Linked DNA regions of Hordeum vulgare: all the other regions are linked to region 3. A link is a contact called in public Hi-C data. All regions are on one chromosome and are shown on one strand. The core of a region is the stretch at or near the end of the contact, and the rest is flanking DNA. Distances in the headings are between cores, read along the strand shown.

Region 1 (3,397 bases), core at 15-2,514, 750 kb before region 3:
GCGGCATGGCCGGATCTCACAATGATATCAATGTGCTCCATCGCTCTTCGGTGTTTGCTAGGATGGCAAAAGGCAATTGTCCGGAGGTCAATGTTGAGATCAATGGCCACCAATACACCAATGGATACTATCTAGCTGACGATATCTATCCAAAGCGGTCTACTCTTGTGAAGACAATCTCTAATTTTGTAGAAGAGAAAGATAAAGAGATTTGCCCAAGAACAAGAGTGTTAGAAAATATGTAGAACGTGCCTTTGACGTTCTTCAATCTCGATGAGGCATTGTTCGATATCCTGCTAGAACATGAAGCATGAAAACGTTGTGGGAGGTGATAACAACTTGTGTCATCATGCACAACATAATCATAGAGGATGAGCACCCAAAACGTTTATCTGATTAAGGGTTTGAGTTTCACGATGACAATGTTGTGCATGAGCATGGAGGAGAGGCAATGTTTGCATAGTTCGTCGAGTTTCATCATAAGATGCGTGATTGAGATACTCACATGCATGTGCAAAATGATTTGTTTAATCATATGTGGATTCATGTGAGCAACTAGTAAATGTATCGGCAACCTTTTCTTTTAAATGCATCAACTATGAGATATTTTCATAATTATTAAACTATGCAATAATGTTTTGTATTAAACATTTATTAATCTAGAAATAAAATTTATTTTATGCAATAAATTTATCAAAACGATAAAAAAATAACTACAAACCTTTCACGCGGATGAAAAATGGATCGGTTGATCCATTTATAAGAAAATCAGACGTGCTGATTCGAACAAACAAAACACGAACAAAATACGTGTCTGTTTGAGTCGGGGGTTGAAGCTGCCAAACAATAATCGTCCGTGATTGCGAACATGTCTGGTCATTCCGGACACAGGCTTTCTCAATCATGGCTGCTCCGTCAAAAACAGAAAAACGTGTCAAGGTTTTAGCTAACAAGAAAAACCCTGACCTGGTCTGGCCGGCCTATACTCGTGTGAAAAAAGATCCGTTGGACCTTTCTACCCCTGGGAAGTTGTGCGGCACGCCTCACAAGTCACAACTTGGCACGACCTGTGTCACGCCGTAGTCCCATGCCGTGACGAACGAACCTTCCTTTCGCACCTGTGGAAGTACTCCTACCTACAGCAGGAGTAATAGACAACAGTAGTAGTAAAAAAAAAACATTTACTCCTACCTACCATACATTGCCCCCCAAAGGAAATTACCGCAGCTGATAAATCCAACCCGCGCACTCGCCAGTCAGGAGCGACCAACCCACCGGAAACCGAACCAAAACCAGCAGCGGCCGGAGCAGCAGCAGCGAGGAGCCTCGTATCGAACCGCAACGGGCCGCCCCGTACGCGCGTTCCACGTGGCCGCTACTCCCTCCGCCCCTTCCCACCTCCGACGAAAACACCTGCGGGCTGCGGCCCTGCCCGCCCCGGCCAGATTGCGCCCGACGGGATAGGCGTCGTAGATAATAAATCCGGGAGATCGAATCCCCGAATCCGGGTTGCTCCCGCGGATTGGATCGTGCGCGGCGGCGGCGGCGGCGGCCATGGGGGCGATGGGTTGCCGTCGGGCCGGGGGGTCCGTGGGCTGGCAGTACGTCTTCAAGGATGAGGATGAGGAGGACGGGAGCGAGGACGCGCCGCTCCTGGAGGAGAAGGAGGGGGCGGACGAGGACTGGGATGTCGAGATGGAGAGGAGGGGGACGAAGAGGAAGGCGCCGCGCTCGTCGCGGCCGCAAAAGCTGCGGTGCGTCGCCACCCTCTGCGCCTCGCCTGCGTCGTCCGATGCCGGGCCCCCGTCGTGGAGCGCCGTGCCCAAGGGGCGGCGCAGCGGAAACAGGGCCAAGAGGGGCCGCCCCGTCGCCGTGCCCTCGGAAACAGCTGCTCCCGCAGCAGAGGAGGCGACGCCGAGCACCAGCGCCTCGGGCCGCACCAAGGGTAGGAGGGCTTGCCACCAATGCAAGTCGGGGATGAGGCAGCAGATGACCAAGTGTAAGCGATGCCGCGACAAGATCTACTGCGGCCGCTGCATCAATGATATGTACATCTCTCTTCTCACCCCGCTTGTAATGTTCGGACATTAGCACGAATGAACATCGGAGTTATCAGTGAGGCCTGCGGGTTTGCAGGTACCCGGAGTTGTCGTTGGGCCAGGTTAGACTTCAGTGCCCATCCTGCCGCGGAATCTGCAAATGTAAACGGTGCAACCCCAAGGAGCAGGGTGAACCCAAGGTGATGATCTTGTGGCTTGTTGAGTTAATCTCCGATGGTGCAAACCCATCAGCAGTTCAGCATGATATCAGCACTTCTGATTTCTATGTTACATTCATAAGATTTCTTGTTTTGAAATTATTGTTCTCTGTTGCGACAAACTGACAATGCTGTCACTTGTAGTACAAATTGTTGTTAAACTGTGACAAGGAAATCTAGTTATTGAGTGTTTGCAGTGTTGGACATACTTACAGTTTTGCGAAACCATAACTGTTGTAACAAAAAAATCAACACCATATACGGAGGTCTAAAATATGCATTTTTTCCACTCGTAGAGTTCAGTTTTGAGGAAACGCAACGGCAGTAGATCAGTAACGAAGAGAAAGAAGGCTAACACCTCAGGTGTAAAGTCAACTAGGTTTCGTAATGAGGTGACGCAGGCGGAAGCAAATGACAACTCCTTCCTAAGCTCCAATGAGATTAATAGCACATGTGTCAAATTAGACAAGGTAGATACATTGGATGCAAGAGCTGATGAGATTGCTTGTGAAACTAAAGTAAAACATGCTAGATATCTGTTGCACTACCTGCTGCCTTGTTTGAGTGACCTGAACAGGGATCAGATGGTTGAGAGAGAAATTGAGGCCAAAATTCAAGGTAAACTCAATTCTCCAGAACATGTGGAAACTAAACAGAGTTGTGCCTTGCAACTAATTGTTAGTACTTACCCTGTTTTCTGCCAAACAGGATTGGAATTGTCTGAACTGAGTGTTGAACAGGCTGACTGCCGGAATGATGAGAGGATGTTCTGGTACTGAGTGCTCCATTCATTCAACTTTGGATTTTTTTTCACTTCCTGTTGTTATTTTATACTTTGTACTGATGATTTTTTCTATTTGTCCAGTGACAATTGCAGAACTTCGATCTTTGATCTGCATAGAAGCTGTCCAAACTGCTCATATGAATTATGCATTGCGTGCTGTAAGGAGCTTCGTGGAAATAATCTAGAGGGCTCTTGTCGGGAAGAGCTGGTGTCTTATCCTAATAGAGGAATCGACTATATGCATGGTGGTGATCCATCGCCTGAGTTGATAAACTGCGTACAACCACACTTTTCCAGTTGCCAGCCTAAGACTACTAAGTGGTGTGCTAATACTGATGGGACTATAAATTGCCCCC
Region 2 (3,169 bases), core at 263-2,762, 530 kb before region 3:
ATGAAGAACTATTTTGTGGAGAATCCCACATACCCGGAGTCGTATTTTCGTCGTTGGTTTAGGATGAGCACCGACTTGTTCAAGCGCATTGTAGAGAAACTAACGAGCAATGACCGGTTTTTCCAGCAAAGGAGGAATGCCGTCGGAGAGCTCGGGCATAGCACCTTTCTGAAGGTGACAGCCGCTTTGCGTATGTTGGCATACGGTATCCCGGCTGATCTAGTTGATGATCACTTGGCTATGGGTGAGAGCCAAGCCATCATGTGTGTCAAGCGCTTTGCAGTGGGAATTGTGCAAGTGTTTGGCGAGGAGTATTTGAGATCTCCCATTACTGAAGACGCCGCAAGGCTATTGGCGATGAACAAATCTCGCGGCTTTCCTGGCATGCTTGGCTCAATAGATTGCATGCATTGGAGTTGGAAGAATTGTCCAAAGGCATGTCATGGGCAATTCCACGGCCAAAAAAAGGGTTCCACTATAATCCTTGAAGCGGTGGCCGATCAGGAGACTTGGATTTGGCATGCATTCTTTGGAATGCCTGGATCTTTGAATGACATCAATGTTGTGAACCGGTCACCACTGATGAATAAGATTGCAAATGGTGAGTTGCCACCGGTGCAGTTTGTAGCAAATGACCGTACGTACAACTATGGCTATTATCTAGCGGATGGCATCTATCCAAAGTGGCAAACCTTCGTGAAGCCGTTGAAAAAGCCAGAAGGTAAGAAAAATCTTGATTTCCACAATGCTCATGCGACTACTAGAAAAGATGTGGAGAGAGCATTTGGGATTTTGCAAGCCCAATTTGCTATTGTGAGAGGACCGGCTAGATTTTGGGATCAAAAAATGCTTTGGTACATCATGCACGCTTGTGTGATCATGCACAACATGATCATCAAGAATGAGCGTGGCCAAGATTTAGACTACTCACAGTATGAGCTCTTGGGACATCTCGTGCGAGTGCGACGGAGGGCTGAAAGGGTAGCCCGTTTTGTTGCCTCCTATCATGCCATTCGGCGTCCCGCAACGCACAATGAACTTTAGAAGGATCTGATTGAAGAGTGGTGGGCATGGCATGGACGACAAAGAGCATGATTTCTGCATTCGACATTGTATTGTTCATGAACTATTGGTTGTGTTTATTGCATTATTTGTTGTACTGAACGATAAACTATTTGTTTGAGTTGTAATGACTATTTATTGTTGATTTATTTTGTTTGTTTGATCATTTTTGCTCCTATTTTTTGAAATGTATATGTGGTTTGTGCGTGCTGCGCGCGCTGTATTTTTGGGCGCTGCTGGAGCGTCACGCGCGCTGCATTATAACGCGGTCGTTGGAGCCAACGTCTATCCCTGCGCTAAACCAGCCGAAGCGCGCGCGGCAAACACATTTTTTTGACGCGGCGCGAAGCGCGGTTGTTGGAGATGCTCTAATTGTTCTCAACTTTATGGATTCTCACCAAATGTGTACCGCGCACTGTTTGGTGACAAGACAACTGACCGGCTGAACCCAACCGCATAGTTGGCGCACCGCCGCCGTTCGTTCTCTTCAACCCCCCCAGTTGGCAACCTCCGTCCGCGCGCGCGCCGGTGACACCTCCCTTCCTGACTACATCTTCCTTCCATCGCCGGTGGCGGCAGCCCCGATCGCATCGCATGACCAGGAGCCACACCCCAAAATCCCTCGCCGTCCTGCTCCGTGCCAGGATGCACCCCGACTCTATCCCCTCGCCGCTGCCCGCTCCGTCACCACCCGCCAGCCCCGACCCCAACCCCAGTGCCCGGCCCGCCGCCGCCTCCTCCGTCCGGCACTGGCTCCACGCCTCCATCTCCGCGGCCTCCCCGCCTCCCGCCGCCCTGGAGTGTTTCTCCGACGGGTACCGCTCCCTCGACCGGGGCGGCCGCCACGAGATCCTCCGATCCCTCGCCACAGACTACGACGTGCCCCGCGCGCGGGTTCGCGACCTCATGCGCCAGTACCTGAGCGTCTCCGCCACCGGGGAGGACGGGGACGAGCAGCCGAGGGCGGAGAGAGAGGAGGGCGGCGCCGCATCGGCTTTGTACCGGATGGAGAGGGGGCTCCGGGACGCGCTCCGGCCCAAGCACGCCGGGTTCCTCGAGGCCATGAACGCGCAGCCTGGTGGGCTCAAGCTCCTCGCGGTCATTCGAGCCGACCTCCTCGCCTTGCTGGGGTGAGATTGACATTCACACCTTTGCTGTTGCTGTTACTGCATGTCTCCTTGCTGCTTCTCTGGTCTACTTGGAACTTACAAGTGCAACGCAGGGAGGAGAATGCTCCAGTGCTGCGTGCATTGGATGGGTACTTGAAGGAGAAGCTCGTGACGTGGCTCAGCCCAGCGGCTCTTGCGCTCCACCAGATAACCTGGGATGATCCTGCCTCCTTGCTGGAGAAGATTGTGGCTTATGAAGTTTGTGTTTGACAAACCATTAAATTCTTCAATGTGCTCTCTTGTGGTTTTGTTGATGATTTTGTTCCTTTTTTTAGGCTGTGCATCCAATCAGGAATCTGATAGATTTGAAGAGAAGGCTGGGTGTTGGCCGACGTTGTTTTGGTTACTTCCATCCTGCGATACCAGGTTAGTTAGGACATTTTGTTTCTGATTGTTATTTTTGCTTGCAAGTTTTAACCACTCATGATCATATGTGGTACCAAGAGTTTATGTTTAGATTGCACATCATCAGTAGTATTTCCTGCAGATGTTTGAAATTTTCTTATGGAGAAAATAAACATATTTTCACAGTAGTTTAAACAGAATGATTCACAGTTTCTGAGATGATGGTTTTAGGTCTCTTAGTAACTTTACCTGAGTGCTATTACTGTCTTCATTAACACTAGGCGAGCCCCTGATTTTCATTGAAGTTGCTCTCCTCAAAGATATGGCCACATCTATACAGGTTATTAAGGGTTTGCATGATTTCTTTTAATAAATTGGTGCTTACTCTACTTCTATGCGCCTTATGTTCTCTTCTCATATCAGGAAGTTTTGTTGGATGTCCCTCCAATCGCTGAATGTGAAGCTAAATGTGCACTATTTTACTCAATATCGTCAACCCAGGTAAAGAAAGTTTCAAGGATTATAAATACCAAGGGAAGTATGGTGCTAGCTTGAGTGACAATCTGGCACCTACATACTGATTGTCTATTGCT
Region 3 (3,083 bases), core at 390-2,889:
CCGAAATGTTTTGGCGCGAAATCTACGTCGACCCACCGAGTCAACGGCGAGGCGCGGTCATCATCCTCATCGCCTTGTTTTCCTGCAGGGAATCAATGAGAAGGCTGTCGCCGGCCAGCCTTCCATTGATTCCTCACGGGTGGCACAGTGAAGGCGCCCCGACGCGCGTCCCACCCGCTCCCGCCAATTGTATGCACGGTTGTCGCCCGCTCTCCGTCCACCAGCGGCTATATAAGTCGTCCCTCCCTCGTCGGTGGCTGCACACCACTCGCCATAACCCTTCTCCCTCTCTCGCCATCGACGCCCCTCTCCCCCTTTCGTCGTCGACGCCCCTCTCTTCATTGATGACCACGGCCGAGCGCTACCCCGATGACGGAGCGGCGGCCAGCGGCTTCGGCCGCTGCCACCTGCACGAGCCCGAGGCCCGCCTCCTCTACGAGGCGGACTACCCGGCGCCACCGGATATGCGGGTGCCGGGCTCGTGGAGGCTGAGCGCCGGCGGAGTCTCGGTGCCACCGCCGCCCTCTGGAGATGATCGGCGCGTGGAGTCGCGCGCATCCGATTGTCGATGCTGGAGAGAGCACGAAACCAGCCGAGGTACGCCCCCGACAGCACACGCCGTGGACAACGTATTTTGAACGCCGCCACGCCGAACAACTCGACGCCATCAATGGCACTGAACCCCGCAGCCGCTTCAACTCCGAGGGGTGACGCCTATTGTGGGGTGTCCCCCTCCGTCCTCGAGCACACCGAGGACTACAACTCACCATGGTTGGAGTACCCGATGCCCCCTCCTTCTCCCGCCGCCGCGACAGTTCATGGAAGTCGAGGCGCATGGAGACGGTGTCCTTCTCCTCGTCTGGCTCCCGCTCCCGCTCCTCCCCGTCAAGCCAGAGCCGTGGGAGACGCTGCTCGGGCGGCACACGCGCATCGCCGTCCTCGTCATCAACGAGGGTGGCGTCCCTTCTCCTCCGACCTCCTCCTCCCGCCTCGTCAAGCCGAAGACCGAGTCGACACTCCTCCCCGTGATGAAGGAGCAGGAGGCCATGGCCGTCGACGAGGACACCGGCCTCAAATGGGCGCGAGACGACTACATCCGTCAGGAGATAGAGCGCGAACGTCGCGCCCACGAGAAGATCGCTGCCCGACACCGTGGCCACGAGGAAGGCGGCGGCGTCATCCTCGAAGATAGCGACGAGGCGACCTAGGGCAGGGTGCAGCAAGGACGACGGCTGGGGCGGCGACGGCTACACCAACTTCTACAAGCTCCTCGGCATGTAGAAGGCTCGTTTGTTTTTTAGTTTGGTTTTTAAATTATGTTTTTAATTTGTACAAATATCAATGAAAAGCGCATAGTTTGATCGAGTTTGTGCCGAATTTTGATCGAGTTTGGTTTAAAAGAAACGGCGTCTGGGGTGATCTTTAGTGCCGCTATTTCAAGACCTAGAGGGTCGAATCGTGTGAAGATGCTCCGACCTTTGTAATGCAGACTTGGCCACCGCTTGATGAATGAATTTATTTTTCCATGAAAAAAAAAAAAGCAGATGACACGTGGCCACTACTTCTTCACGAGCCGTGGTTCAAAGTGGCCCCACATAAAATCAGCCGTTCCGCGTCGCGGCTTTTCCCTTCACCCGTTGCCCCGGGACCAGGACTCTCGCCTCCCTCCCCCCTCCACTCTCCCCTTACTTCCCCGCTCCGACCCGCGCCCGCCGGCTGCTCGACGAATTGCCCGTCCGGTAGCCGGAGCGATGATGCCGCCGACGCCCCTTGCCGCGATGCTTGTACTTCCATCGGCGCCCTTGCTGCGACCGCGGCTCGGCCTCGGGCCATCCTCTAGCCGCGCGCGCGGACCTGCCCTCCGTGCCCTGCCGCGGCGCCTCGAGCTCTGGCACCCACGCCTCGCTGCCGTAGAGAGCGGGCCTCCTCCCAGCCAACCTTCCGCGCCTCCACCTCAGCCTAGCTCGGAATTGCTGGGGGGCATCTCAGGTTCGGCATCGGTTGTTTCTTTGTTGCTCGTGCACTTGTTGGTGCGTTGATGTAATGATGCGAGCTTTCGCTGTTCTTGACAGGATTGGATGCGGGGTTAGGAGGCGATGGTGGTGGTGGTGGTGGAGATGGAGGCGGTGACGCTGATCTCGGGTGGGTTCGGGCGTTCCCTCACGTGCTCACTGCGTCCATGGCCAATTTCCTCTTTGGCTACCACATTGGGTGCGTAAGAGAAGAGTGGTTAGCAAACTCAGGGTTTACAATTACATAGCATTTCTACGAGGACGTGCCATTTATGTGTTCTTTCTGAATTAAATGTAAAGTTTAAAATTTAGAAAACATGCATAGACCCTAACTTGTTTTTGAATATCTTCCATTAGTAATCTCAATCAGTTGTTATGCAGCAGCTGGTAATCACATCATTACTACATAAATTTTGTATAGGAAATGGTGCAGCTGCCATCAAAATTCATGTGGCTTCAAGGAAATTTAAATGATCAATGCCAGTTGAAATGCGAACACTGAATTTGGAATGTATCCTGAAGTATGTGTATTTGACTGTTTAATGTACTATACATTGCAATGTTATTTTCAGTTTACTGGTGCAGATATCTATGTTATGTTAAAACATTCTAGTAAAGTTTCGCTGCATGATGTAATTTGCAGGGTCATGAATGGTCCAATAGAGGATATTGCACGAGAGCTTGGTTTTCAAGGAAATCCGTTTCTCCAAGGTCTTGTGGTCAGCATATTCATTGTCGGTGCATTCTTTGGGAGCTTAGGCTCGTCTGCGCTAGTTGATTATTTAGGTTGTAAAAGGACTCTTCAGATTGATAGTATTCCATTAATTCTTGGGGCTTTCATCAGGTACTTTTTCTACATTCGTAGGTTTATGGAGTTTCTTCTTCTAACTGCTGTCGTAACATGGTTGTACAGAAGTTAACATCAAATTCAGTTTCCTCTTAACAGCATGTCCATTTCATAAACATCGTGTGTTACATCTAAAACAATAATACAGTGCACAGGCACATTCGATGGATGAGATGCTCCTGGGAAGGTTCCTTGTTGGCATTGGAATTGGCGTGAATACCGTG

Evidence for each region. Hi-C and Micro-C count contacts between places; a contact is called where the count stands out from the background.
Region 1: a Hi-C map of leaf shows a contact between it and region 3, with 3 times the contacts expected there. The contact joins the promoter of LOC123395900 here to the promoter of LOC123397795 in region 3. A contact is called at or near these places in 2 of 6 Hi-C or Micro-C datasets (leaf and seedling).
Region 2: a contact with region 3 is called in a Hi-C map of seedling, with 2.4 times the contacts expected there. The contact joins the promoter of LOC123397254 here to the promoter of LOC123397795 in region 3. A contact is called at or near these places in 2 of 6 Hi-C or Micro-C datasets (leaf and seedling) and 1 of 1 datasets of contacts at active chromatin or transcription factors (embryo).

What each region holds. Positions count from the first base shown.
Region 1 is chr5H:419,992,684-419,996,080 of MorexV3_pseudomolecules_assembly, forward strand. LOC123395900 (lysine-specific demethylase JMJ25-like) reads left to right here and starts at 1,265. Exons shown (of 11, transcript XM_045090927.1): 1 at 1,265-2,048; 2 at 2,137-2,239; 3 at 2,554-2,875; 4 at 2,966-3,029; 5 at 3,123-3,397. The coding sequence starts at 1,555.
Region 2 is chr5H:420,204,974-420,208,142 of MorexV3_pseudomolecules_assembly, forward strand. LOC123397254 (malonyl-CoA decarboxylase, mitochondrial) reads left to right here and starts at 1,513. Exons shown (of 12, transcript XM_045091876.1): 1 at 1,513-2,192; 2 at 2,285-2,429; 3 at 2,507-2,597; 4 at 2,858-2,916; 5 at 3,000-3,077. The coding sequence starts at 1,657.
Region 3 is chr5H:420,739,441-420,742,523 of MorexV3_pseudomolecules_assembly, forward strand. It overlaps LOC123397795 (probable plastidic glucose transporter 1), which reads left to right and starts at 1,640. Exons shown (of 12, transcript XM_045092326.1): 1 at 1,640-1,989; 2 at 2,073-2,211; 3 at 2,656-2,856; 4 at 3,008-3,083. The coding sequence starts at 1,752.